Linked DNA regions of Gossypium hirsutum: region 2 is linked to region 1. The links are chromatin contacts, called in public Hi-C maps. All regions are on one chromosome and are shown on one strand. Each heading gives the region's core, a stretch centred on a gene start, on an enhancer-like site or on the middle of the called end of the contact. The rest is flanking DNA. Distances are from core to core; before and after follow the strand shown. Region 1 holds the start of LOC107950887 (pentatricopeptide repeat-containing protein At3g63370, chloroplastic). Region 2 holds the start of LOC107951271 (ETO1-like protein 1).

Region 1 (6,290 bases), core at 1,699-4,198:
GAATGATTCCAATACCTTCAGCAAGAAGAATGTCGAAAAGTCCAATTCAAATAATTGGATGTAACATTCACCAGAAATCCCCACAAGAACAAACCCCATCCTCAAAATGGTGAAATCTATTGGCATCCCTCACAAGTAGTTCCCGTCCAAAGAGTTTAGAGACTAACTTACAGAAAGTATGGCAATCACCACAGACACGTAGATTCTTTGTAACCCGAATGGGGGTTTGCTCAGCAGTCTTGAGCAGACCATATGCAATGGCTAATCTTTCACTGTGCCCATATAGCATCTTAACTTTCTCATTTTCCTCCACATTGTGCAAAACAAACTTTGTTTGAGCTATATAACCTCCTTCCTTCTCCAGCTTTTCCGTGATTTGATCCAATTTCTTGGTTATATGATGACACTCTGGATGACACTTGTCTCTTGCCATGAAAGTATGAATCCCGTTCCCCACCTCAATCCAACTACATCCAGGACTTTTCTTCAGGCCTCGCTCCTTCATTCTACTTCTAATTTTTTCAGCATCTTTACATCTTCCTTTAGCTGAAAAGACATTAGAAACAAGCACATAATGTCCGGGATTTGTGGACCCTAACTCCAAAAGTTTCTGCACTGCAATTTCTCCTAGTTCTTGATTTGAGTGTACTTGGCAAGCCCGAAGGAGTGCACACCAAATTTCAGCAGTAGGTGCCATCTGCATGCTTTTCACAAATTCAAATGCCTCTTCTAAGCAATTTGCCCGACCAAGGAGATCAACCAGACAAGCATAGTGCTCTGGCCATGGTTCCAATTGATATTCATATTTCATGATCTCAAAAAATTGTCTACCTTCAGCAGTCAGTCCTGAATGGCTGCAAGCATATAGAACTGACAAAAACGCTACATGATCTGGAGTGAGATTTTCCTTCATCTTATTGAATAAATCAATGGCAACTTTTCCATGGCCATGCATTCCATATGCATTTATCATGCTTGTCCATAGGACTAAATCTTTACTTTGAATAGACTTAAATATTGTGTGTGCATTCTCAACCATTCCACATCGAGAATACATATCCACAAGAGAGCTGGCAATTGATCCTTCGGAGAAGTTATGCCTAATAATAAAGCCATGGATTTCTTTCCCATACTTCAAGGCAGACAAACTGGAAGCAGCAGAGAGTGCACTTTTTAATGCAATAGAATCAGGGTGAATATTAGTTTTGTTTAGGATATGGAACAGTTCAAGAGCTTCATTAGCAAGCCCATTGTGGACATATGCAGAAATCATGCTTGTCCAAGACACAACATCTTTAAACTGGATTGACTCAAATGTTTGCACAGCATAGTCTATGTTTCCACATTCTCCATATACATCAACAATCATGTTTTGCAGCACAACATCAGACAGGCCTCTTCTCATAATATAACCATGAATTTCTTTCACTTGGGACACACACGCCAGTTCACTACAAGCCAGCAGTATACTACCTAGCATCATGGGATCAACATCAATATCTATTAATTGTACTTCTCGGAACAATTCAAAAGCCTTTAAAGCATAACTGTTTTGTGCATAGCCAGCAATGACAGTAGTCCAAGAAATTAAATCTTTATCGGGCATCCTATTAAAAGCATAGCCCATGTAGTTCACACAAGAACACTTTGCATACATATCTATAAGAGTATTTCCAACCTGCAAGTCTAAATCAAATCCAATTTTTATTGCATAAGCATGCAATTCCATACCATTCAATAGGTAACCCATTCGCCCACAAGCTACCAAGATGCTTATTACTGTAACCTGGTCAGGTTTTTCACCAGCATTCTGAAAATCATGGAAGAAATGCAAAGCCTCACTGCACATACCATTTTGGATAAACCCAGTAAGCACAGAATTCCAGGCTACTTTATCCTTTTCTTCCAATTTGTTAAAAGTTCTTACAGCCTCACTCATCTTACAACATCTGACATACATAGCAACCAAAGCACCAGCAACATAAGCATCAAGAAGCTGAGCTGATTTCAACACAGCAGCATGTATCTCCTTACCTAATTTCCTAAAGGAATAATCTCCACAAGCCTGAAGACAAGCAACAGCAGTGTAAGTATTAGAGTCAAGACCAGCCTTTTGCATTTCCCTGAAAAGTTCCAATGCTTCCATAGATCTTCCATTTGAAGAATATGCTGAAATTATAGAATTCCATGAAACTACATCGTCTTTTTGATCTATTCTCCCGAATAATCTCCTTGCTCCAAAAAGATCATCACATTTGGCATACATAGCAACTAAAGAATTGACAACACAAACAGTAGAATCATACCCAAACTTGACAGCCAGACCATGAATTTCAGCCCCTAAATAGAGATTTTTTAGCAAACCACTAGCTTTAAGCAGAGAAGGAAAACTATAAGCATCAAGAGGAACTCCCAAAACCCGCATTTCTTTATAGGTTTGAAGAACTTCAAAAGGTTTCCCATTTGAAACATAAGCTCCTATCATAGCATTCCAAGTAAAAATACTTCGTTGACCTATTTGATCAAACACTTTCTCCGCATTCCGAACTGACCCGCATTTTCCATACATAAACACAAGCTTAGTAGCTAAAAACATGGATTCGGAGACGGAACAAGACTTTATCATGTGGGCGTGAATTTGTAGCCCCTGAGAAAGAGCTTTCTTTTGAGCACAAAGTTCAAGAACCGGGGCATAAGTCTCGTCCGGGTGATCATTGGATGAAACTGGTAGCGATTGAAATGCTTCCTTGAGGTTTCCTCGAAGGCAAATATCCTTTAAAGTATGGGTTTGGATGGGTTTACGAGAAAAAGATGGGATTTTGAGAGTAGGGTTTATTTGTGTTTGGATTAACATAGGGGGGTGAGCGAAAATTGAAGAGCAATTATTAGTGTGCAGATGAACCAAAGAAGCGGGCATTAGAGGGCAAGTGCAGGACAGGACGACGCTCAGTGTAAGATAAGACTGCAGTCGCATGATCAATGGTATTGTTATGGAATAACATTTCGAATTGATTAATATAATGAATAATAACTAATGAAATCTCAAGCCGTCTTAGCTCAGCCGGTAGAGCGCGCGGCTTTTAATCACGTGGTCGTGGGTTCGATTCAAACAGACGGCCTTTTGTTGATAATTTCATCAGCTCAATTTTACTTTTTCTTGTTGTCTTTCAAGATCTGGTCACGTGGAGAAGAGAAAAAGGAAAAAATAGAACATTCTTTGAGGTTTATTTTATTTTATTTATGTTTAAAGTAAGGGTTAATATTTAGTATATTGGTAGTGTATTTTTTTATTTTATAAATAGTTTTAAAAAGTTATATGTGTTTCTTTTTTAAATATAATTTTTTAATATTTTACTATATTTTATAGGACACTTCTCAACTCCCTAATCTTACTTGTGAAGTATAAAAACTTCACTACTAGTGTATCAAATATTTTCTTTTAAAGTATTAGGGTAAAATAAAAGAATAGCCATCCAACTATATCTTTAGTTCTATTTTAGCCACTCTACTGCTAACTTTTTTATTTAACCACTCAACTTTTCGAAATTAAATATTCTAATCACTCTCCAATTAGATGTTGTTATTAAACGAGTGATGAAGAACTGATGTTGGCCATTTTTATTGGCTTAATAACAAATTTAGCCTTAAAATGTTTACACATTCTATCAACTTGATTCTAAATCTAAAAAAACTCAACAAATAGTCCTCAATGTTTACAAAAATTTGTCCTTTTAGTTCAAAGTCTAAAAATTCAATAAATTTAGTCTCAAATTTACAAAATTTGTCAATTTAGTTTGTAATAGCCCTCACCCAATCCAAGTAAAAGATGTTACATTTAAACATTAAACTCACCACTTAAACATATTCTTGTTTCATTATAATCAAGGTAACTTATAGAACAAAACATTATTATTTATACATAATTCACTTTTTTTTTTACTAATAAACCTAAGTACATGCTAAACTAAATCCAAAATATATATACCAAATTGCTTGAACTTGAAGTTGAGGAGTGATGTGATTCAAACCGAAGTAGCAATCCTCGACTCTTTTCAAAACTTATCTATCACCTATGCATTTAAAACAAATGCGTTAAGCTACGTGAATAGCTAGTAAGTACTCAACTGGATTCAATCTTACCATTTTGATATATATACAATTCAAGTAAAATTTTAATAATATTTATTCACATAGTTTCTTTCACTAATATGCTTAAAATTTCAATTCATTTTCGAAAACATAAAATCATTTAAATTAATTTTCTAACTTATAGTTTTTACTTTAACACATATAGTCACTAATCAACTTTCACATTCACATAAATCTTTGTCTCATGTCACAAACATAACATAAACTCTTAAGTCACATGTTTCACTTAATACTTAATTCACATGTGTTACTGAAACACATATATCATTATAACACTTTTACTTAATTCACATGTATTACTGAAACACATATATCATTATAACACTTTTACTTTCACATAACACTTTTGCAGTCCTTAGTGAGTCTTAAAAAATTTCAATAATTTCGATACATTAGGTCAAAACAGAACTCTTGACCTTTAATGGAACTCTAATAACAAAACTCCATTAAACACATCACATAACCCACTTCTCCTCTCCTAATCCCCTTTGTTCAACCTTAAAATCATTTCATTATCATGTATCATATTTCCTATAAGTCCACTAATGCATTTATTCACATATCACTTTCATATAACATACTTGAATATCACAAATATATCATTTGTATCATATGACTTATTTACTTTGAATCACACAAACACATTTACTACATTTTTATTTCACATATTCACTTTATTCATAATTCATAAAAATACAAACATAACATATATTCACACCATTTCACACTTTAGATTTCAATTCACTATCATTAAGCACTTTACTTTCTTATAACACTTTACTTAAATATTTTGTTTCATTATTTTAGCACACATAGTAATTTTTGAACATTTTACATTTTAGTCCTTAAATTCATGAAAATTCAATAATTATTATGTAACAACCCGTTTTCAGTAAAATAGGAACAGTGGTTTCGGGACTACAAATTCGACATCTAAAAAATTATTTTATTATTATTTTAATGTCTACAACATGTTAGTGGTGTCGTATAAAAGTTTCGTGAAGAAATTTTATTGTTTGTATTTTTAATTTGATAAAAAGGATTAAATTTGCATAAAGTGCAAAACTTGTGTTCTATTAGAGAAGGTGTCAATTTAACATGAAGTTAGAATATAAGTGGCCTTAACTGGTAATTAGACCATTAAGATAAATAGTGGACGAAGATGAACTTTTTTTTTCATAGTTTTAAAGGTTATTACTTAAGGTTAATTAAGTAAATAATAAATCAACTTAAAATAAAAATGAATAAAAGAAGAATTTCTTCTTCTACAAAAAAAAAAAAAAACTAGGGCAAGACACCATTTTTGATCATTCAACATTTGGCCAACATTCCTAGTGCATGTAAGTGCATTTTTGCTCTATTTTTAATGATTTATATGTTTTTGGAGTCGTTATAGCTTAATCTAGCTAGCCTAGGGACTAATTAGCAAAATTGTTAAAAGTCTAGGATTTTACCATGAATGTATGTTGGTTGTTTTTGATGTTTAAGGGATGAAAATGAATATTTGATGATATTTGAGCAACTTTTGTATACGAATTTTTGATGAAATTGTCAATTAAGGATTTTATTTTAAAAAAATAGAAAAATATTCATGGTGAAAATGTGAAATAAATGAAATAAAGGGATTGCTATGGACTAAGTTAATATTCGCCTAGCATGGTGTGGATTAAATTGCATGAATTTTTATTTTCATGAGATAGGGACTAAATTGTATTGAATTCAAAATTACAGGGACAAAAGTATAAATTTTCCAAAATATGATTTTTGGATTTAATTGTTTAGAATGAATTTTGAATGATTTAAATTTGATTATATAGATCAAGAAAAGTAACGTACGAATTTAGATCGGGAAAAAGAAAAAGTATTGGATTAATCAATCGTTTTTTTCTGTACGTGTTTGAGGTAAGTTCGTATATTTAATTAGCATTAAATTATATTCGATTTAAATACTTTTATGTTATATTCTTCGCATTATGACTCTACGGAAATATCCAACGAAGTTTTGGCGATTTTTGGATCCCATTTGAGCCTTAGGAATATATAGGATACAAATGACATGTCATTAGGGGTTACCGTGTTCTAGGTGCTGGTCTCGTACGTCCTATCGGTGGCTGAGTTTTCGGCATATGTTACGGTTACTT
Region 2 (6,290 bases), core at 1,941-4,440, 310 kb after region 1:
GCTTTAAGGAAGAAGGCTTCAAATGATCTCTTGGTTCTAATAGACTCTTCCGCTTTTCCAAGCGCTTCCTCACAGTGACCGGTATCATATAGGATCCATCCCTCATAAACTAGGCGTTCATGTTCATTAGACGCATGTTGACAAGCTAATTCTAGACTTCGCATAGCCGCATCAGGACAATTTAACCTGATCAACTCAAGGCACCAAAATCATTGCAAGTCATATAAGCATAAGTCTGGCATTCATAAGTACTTATTAGAGGCATTAACATGTTTCTTTTTCAAAAAAGTTAATGCTCGGTTTTGTAAAGTTCGGAAGATTGAGGATACCTGAGGAGAAGTAATGATTGTCGGAAGTATAAAACACCTTTCGCCTCACCGGATTCAAGCATTTGGTAGATTACAGAGAGAGATCCTATATCATCTACAGAAGACCACCTATCATATAGCTGCATCCAACAATCTGCTGTTGTCCAGTTGTCAACATGCTCATGCACAAGTGTACGGAGCTGGGATGCTGCCACTCGTCCCTCGAACATTCTGTAATCTGGGGAAAGTGTTAGAATTACCTGAACATCGCGCAAGGCTGCTTTGTAATCCTCATTAGCCAAATAAAGACAAAATCGGAGTTCCAAGCATTCTAGAGCAAGTTTAAACCCAAGAACTCGGTTGATCTCACCAAGAGCAGCTTGAACATTCTGTTTCATCGTTAGGGAAGCAGCCCGATACATGTAGGGGTAGGTAAGAGTTGGGTCCAGTTCGGTTGCTTTCTCGAGGTCTTCCCACCTCTTATCACCCTCACAATATAATGACCTCTCCTGATACATCCATCCTAGTGGATTAACAGAAGAAATCACCGAGCTAAGCTTCTCATAGGACCAAAGTTTATGACCCTTAATGTAACCCAATCTAGCCAAACCTGCTATAGAGTAAACATGACCTAAACCTACAGCTCTCTCAAAAAGACTTTCAGCTTCATCATACTCTTTCCTTAGAAGCCTTACACATCCCAACTGATGAAAAGCTAACAGTCTCTGCCTGTCGGTTTCAGCAGATTCAATCAATTGTTCTAGGAAACAAACAGTGTTATCAGATCGAGGATCGAGGTTCATGGCTACTTCACTTAATAAACAGTAAAGAGAAAAACAGGCCTGTCCAGCCATGATCAACCTCTGCTGTCTATCGGCATGGCTAAATATTTCCACTACTCTTTCATCATTCAAACAATCAGGCAGTTCGTGTAGAAAAACTTGCAAACATGATGCAGCAAGTACAGGAGAATTCTCTTCAATGGCATATTCCATAAGCTCCACAGCATCATCTTTGGTGCAAACTGAAGATGCGAGTTTCCTATCACAAGCGTCTTTGAGTCTCTCACAACAAAACTTGTTTGCAAAAACTAATATTTCTAACAAAAGATCAGGTGGGACATCACTCAGGCAGCCCGTCACACTGAACACACTGATGGTCCTCAACCCCAATGGGGAGATATTATTTTCAGATAAATCTATGTCCTCGCAAAGCGATTCATTGAAGTAACCATTAAGCATAGCATGAAAGGGGGCTGAAAGAGAAGCTATTTTCTGCCTACGGCAAACTATTTTCTCATCTCCTATCCAAAAGTTCACATTTTTCAGGCTCTTTTCCCCATCCGTCACAACGGTCTCCTGCGAAGCCCCATCCACCTCAACCGGAAACTGAGAAGCAACATCCATCGGTCCAAACTCTTGTGCACATTTATTGCAAGTTGCAAGCAAGTCAACAATAAGTTCTTCCCCTTGCTTCTCATACTTCAACCATGCCACAAACACAAGCCTCTCATGGACCGTCCCAGCCTTCTGCCAAGCAGACCGGAGGCTTCCCCGCATCAATTTGGTTTCCCCAAGCCCTCTAAAGATCTGAAATTGTAATAAATACAGATTCGACCTCTCTTGCAAAGAACACGATTCGAGTTCTTCATGAATTTGAGCTAAGACTTCTACATAATCAACAGGTTTAAAGAATGGCACTATGGGTGGCTCAGGAACCTTGATAAATGATTCTCTACAACAATTATACCAACAAAACAATCTCAATAAAAAAAATGAAAACCATAGAAGAATCCCAGAAATGAACCAAAAAAAAAAAACTTACATGGATGAAGAGGCGGTGGTACATGAAGATGATAGTTTGGAAAATTTCCCTCTTTCAACTTGGAGCCAAGACTGAGGATTAATGGCATTGAGCTGTGTTTCTTTACATGAATCAGATGGAAGGAAAGCCCTCATTGGGCATAACAGATTAAACAAGTCCCAGATCTCCACAATAGCCAAATTGGGTCTTTTCTCAAAAACTCAAAAAGTAAAAATAAACCAACAAAAAATCCTTCAAAGAAAGGGAGAAACACAGAAGTAAAAAGAGGAAAAACAGTCACACTAATCCTATTTAGTAAATGAAAAAAGAAAAGCACTTCCTACCTCACCAAGCAACAAAGTTTCTATTGTAAACATTTAATACAAGCAAACAAAATTCCAGAAACAAACAATCATTCACTATATTTTCAATATGGGTATCTTATAACAAGCTGGGACAACCAAGAATTTACACAAAAAATAGTGGGCTTCACAGTAAAAAAAAAAATTCCTGGTTGATTCTATTCCACAAAAGAAAAAAAATGAAGATCAACTAAGTTTTGGTGTTAAAACAATTAAGTAAATGGTCTTTGCTAAAAAGAAAATAGTTTTAAAAAAAAACTAAATTAGAAACTACCAATTAGCCACCAACATCTAACAGTTAACCAAAGATCTTTACCCCAAAGGCTACCAAAACCCAAATTATAGCCTTTAACAATAAAGCCAAAATTTTTTTTTAAAAAAACAACAATAAAGCCAAAACACCTTAACAAACACACTCTTATGATAGAGACAGAGAGAGAATTGGATTTTGGGGGTTTGGAAAATTTGAAGAAAAAGCAGAGCTGAGACTTTTTAGAAGGCAATGGGATGGGAGATCAAAGTTTGAACGAAGTGTGGGAATCCAAAAGGGAAAATATTTTCTTAGTTTTCCACCTTCCTATGCTTTTTGTAACGTTTCTTTTGTTTGGTAGAAGGGAAAGTTTTTCCTTTTACTTTTTTCTCACACTTTTCCTTGCGTTGGAGACCAGAAAGATTGCAGGCATCTACTGTTTGTTGGAAGTACCCCCAAAGAATAACTAAAATAAACATCAATCCATATATTAATTACATATACATACGTGTCATAGGTCTAATTTTACTTTCAGTCCCTATACTCTTTGCAATTTTAAATTTTAGTCAATCTATGTTTATAATTTAGTTTTATACCTGTCTATAGGTAAATATGCATTTAGTATCTGAATTTGGCTTCAAGGTTCAAATTGGTATCTAAATTTTCTTTTTCTGTTCAAATTAGTACCTGAACTTAGCTCCATAGTTCAAATTGATTCAAATAAGTCATTTACCATAAGTACTAATTTGGATGATAAAGCCAAGTTTAGGTACCAATTTGAACCAAGAAACTAAGTTCAGGTGCCAAATTGGACTAAAATAAGTTTTAGGTACCAAATTTAACCTTAAAGCCAAGTTCAAGTACCTAATTAGACAAAAAAACCCTTAAGTATTAATTTGAACCCTGAAGCAAATTTCAGGTACCAAAATGTGTTTTATTCCCTTGTTTAATTTAACCAGTAAATTTCAATAGACAATATTGTGAATGCACTCCCCTTAATTTTAAATATGTATAATTTGGAGGGTTAGTTTTTTTTTTTTAATTATCATGTGTTTTTTTATTTGCGGAGTAGTTTATTAAATATTTTCTCAAATTTTAATCATTTGAAATTATTTTAATGTGAATAATTGAATAGATTTATATTTGATGCATTGTCTGTGTATAAGTATATATTATTAGTGAATTATATACCACCTATTAAAAAATATATATTTATATTAAACCTTTAATTGAGTTAATGTCACGAGTCAATCAAAGCATCAACTTAGTTAAAAATTATTAAAATGACATTTTGCATACAAAATAAGTTATATAATCATGAGTGCACCTAACTAAGGGTTGAATAGTCTGCTTGGCCCAGTAAGCTCAGCCTGATTCAAGTTGAGCTTGGACAATGATTTTTTCACTTCGGCCCGACATGAGCCTACCCAATTTCAATTTAAATAATAAAAAATATTTTTAAAATTAAAATTAAATTACAAAAATATATAAAATAGTAACTAAAATATATTTTTCATATTATATTAATTTTTAAATAGTAAAATGAATTTTTTGGCAACCCGGCCCGAAATCAAGTTTGGGCTTGACAATATTTGAGAATCAGGCATTGACTTAATCCGGCCCATGGTTACCTCTAATCATGAGGATATTTTTGTCTTTTTATATTTTTTTATATAAACTCAATAAATTTTTAATCTTAGTGATATTTCAACCTATGATGTATAATGAATTTTATATATTTAATTTTACCATTTTAACTAAATATTCGTTTGATTTTTATATAAACTTTTGACATTATTAATTATATAATTTTTTTTCACTGATATTATGAGTGCACTATAATCTAATATATATATATATAGAATAATTATATTTATTTTAATATTTTACAATTACCCATTAATTTATTAATTACGTGTCTAAATATGGTTCATGGACAGTAGATGAATTTGTATACTTCATTGCTTCCCTCCTAGTTTAAAATAATTTTATTAACTACTATATACATTGAATTTTAATTTTTAAATCATATTAAGTAAATACATTAAAGACTAGGCCAACAAGTTTATATACAGTTTTATATAAGATCGTCACACGGACAATTGTTAATAGGTTACATCTATTGATGGTTAAGTTTACTAAACAGAACCAGACTAGTTTCACGATGGGTAGGAACATTTCAGATAACATCGTTATTGCTCAGGAGGCAGAATATTCTATGCGAAATTTCAGAGGCAGAAAACGTGGGATGGTGTTAAAAATTGATCTTAAAAAGGCTTATGATTGAGTTAGATGAGATTTCTTAGAAGAACACTTTCAAAAGCAAGTTTACCAAACTATATTAAACACTGTTATCTTAAATTGTAGATCATTATCATCATTTCAGGCGCTCTAGAATGGCGCAGTTACATATGAATTTAAACCATTATGGGGTATTCGACAAGGAGATCCTCTTTCGCTATATATGTTTGTGGTTTGTATGGAGAAACTAGAACACTTAATTAAAGAAGCTATCATTCAGGGGAGGTTGAAGCCTTTGTTGTTATCTAGGAAGGCCCGATGTTATCGCATTTGTTCTTTGCATACAATTTAATGCTCTTTTGTGAGGCTAATTCGAGGCAAGAAGAAATTGTTAATGATATTCAGTATACATTTTGTTATTATTTGGGTCAAAAGGTGAATAGGAATAAGTCTCAGGTTTTCTTCTCACCTAATGTACCGGATGATTTAGCTACGGTTATATGTAGGAAGGTGGGGTTTGTTCGAGTTGAGGATCTTGGAATGTATCTTAGTATGCCTCTCATTCATAAGAAAGTTAGTGTAAGTACTTTTGAATTTGTGGTTAATAAAGTCCATAACAGACTAAATGGGTGGGAAACGAATAATTTATCTTTGACTGGCAAAATAACATTAGCAAAACCAATCCTTTTAGCTAAACTCAATTATTTCATGGCTACAATACGTATACCTATCTCTATGTGTGGTGAAACAGAGAAATTAGTTCGCAATTTTATTTAGGAAACCACTATTGAAGCTAGAAAACTGGTGTTTTTAAGTTGGGATGATTATTGTCGACCTGTAGGTGTTGCTAGTCTTGGTGTGCGAAACTTAGTTGATCAAAACAAGAATTTTTTTTTTTAAAGTTAGGTTTCCAACTACTTACACAAAATGATGCATTATGGGTACAAATTGTGAGAAATAAATATAATGTTTGTAGGGTGTTACCAAATACTATTGCAAAGAGCAAGTGCTCATTTATATGGAAATCTCTAACGAAGATATGGACGAATGTAATTGATAATGTCTATTACGCCATAAGGGATGATCACCTGACAAATTTTTGGAATGATAATTGGGTTTGTTCGATAGGTCCACTCAGAGTGTTCTATAGAGGCTCGGAACAACCAGATGACACTTTACGTGTTTGTGATATAGTGGATGAGAATGGTAGCTGGGATTGGGCTAGATTAAGTAGCGTTCTTCTGGATCATATTGTGTTACAGATAGTAGTTGTGTTGCCTCCTGTGAATGATGAAGGACCAAATCAGCTATCATGGAGATGATCAG

What was found. Hi-C and Micro-C count contacts between places; a contact is called where the count stands out from the background.
Region 2: a contact with region 1 is called in a Hi-C map of leaf, with 1.5 times the contacts expected there. The contact joins the promoter of LOC107951271 here to the promoter of LOC107950887 in region 1. A contact is called at or near these places in 2 of 34 Hi-C or Micro-C datasets (both in leaf).

Annotation. Positions count from the first base shown.
Region 1 is chrA08:11,176,981-11,183,270 of Gossypium_hirsutum_v2.1, forward strand. LOC107950887 (pentatricopeptide repeat-containing protein At3g63370, chloroplastic) reads right to left here and starts at 2,949. Exons shown (of 1, transcript XM_016885810.2): 1 at 1-2,949. The coding sequence starts at 2,917. The coding sequence ends at 68. TRNAK-UUU (transfer RNA lysine (anticodon UUU)) reads left to right here and starts at 3,047; the gene lies at 3,047-3,119.
Region 2 is chrA08:11,485,924-11,492,213 of Gossypium_hirsutum_v2.1, forward strand. LOC107951271 (ETO1-like protein 1) reads right to left here and starts at 3,191. Exons shown (of 5, transcript XM_016886269.2): 1 at 2,133-3,191; 2 at 330-2,042; 3 at 1-186. The coding sequence starts at 2,266.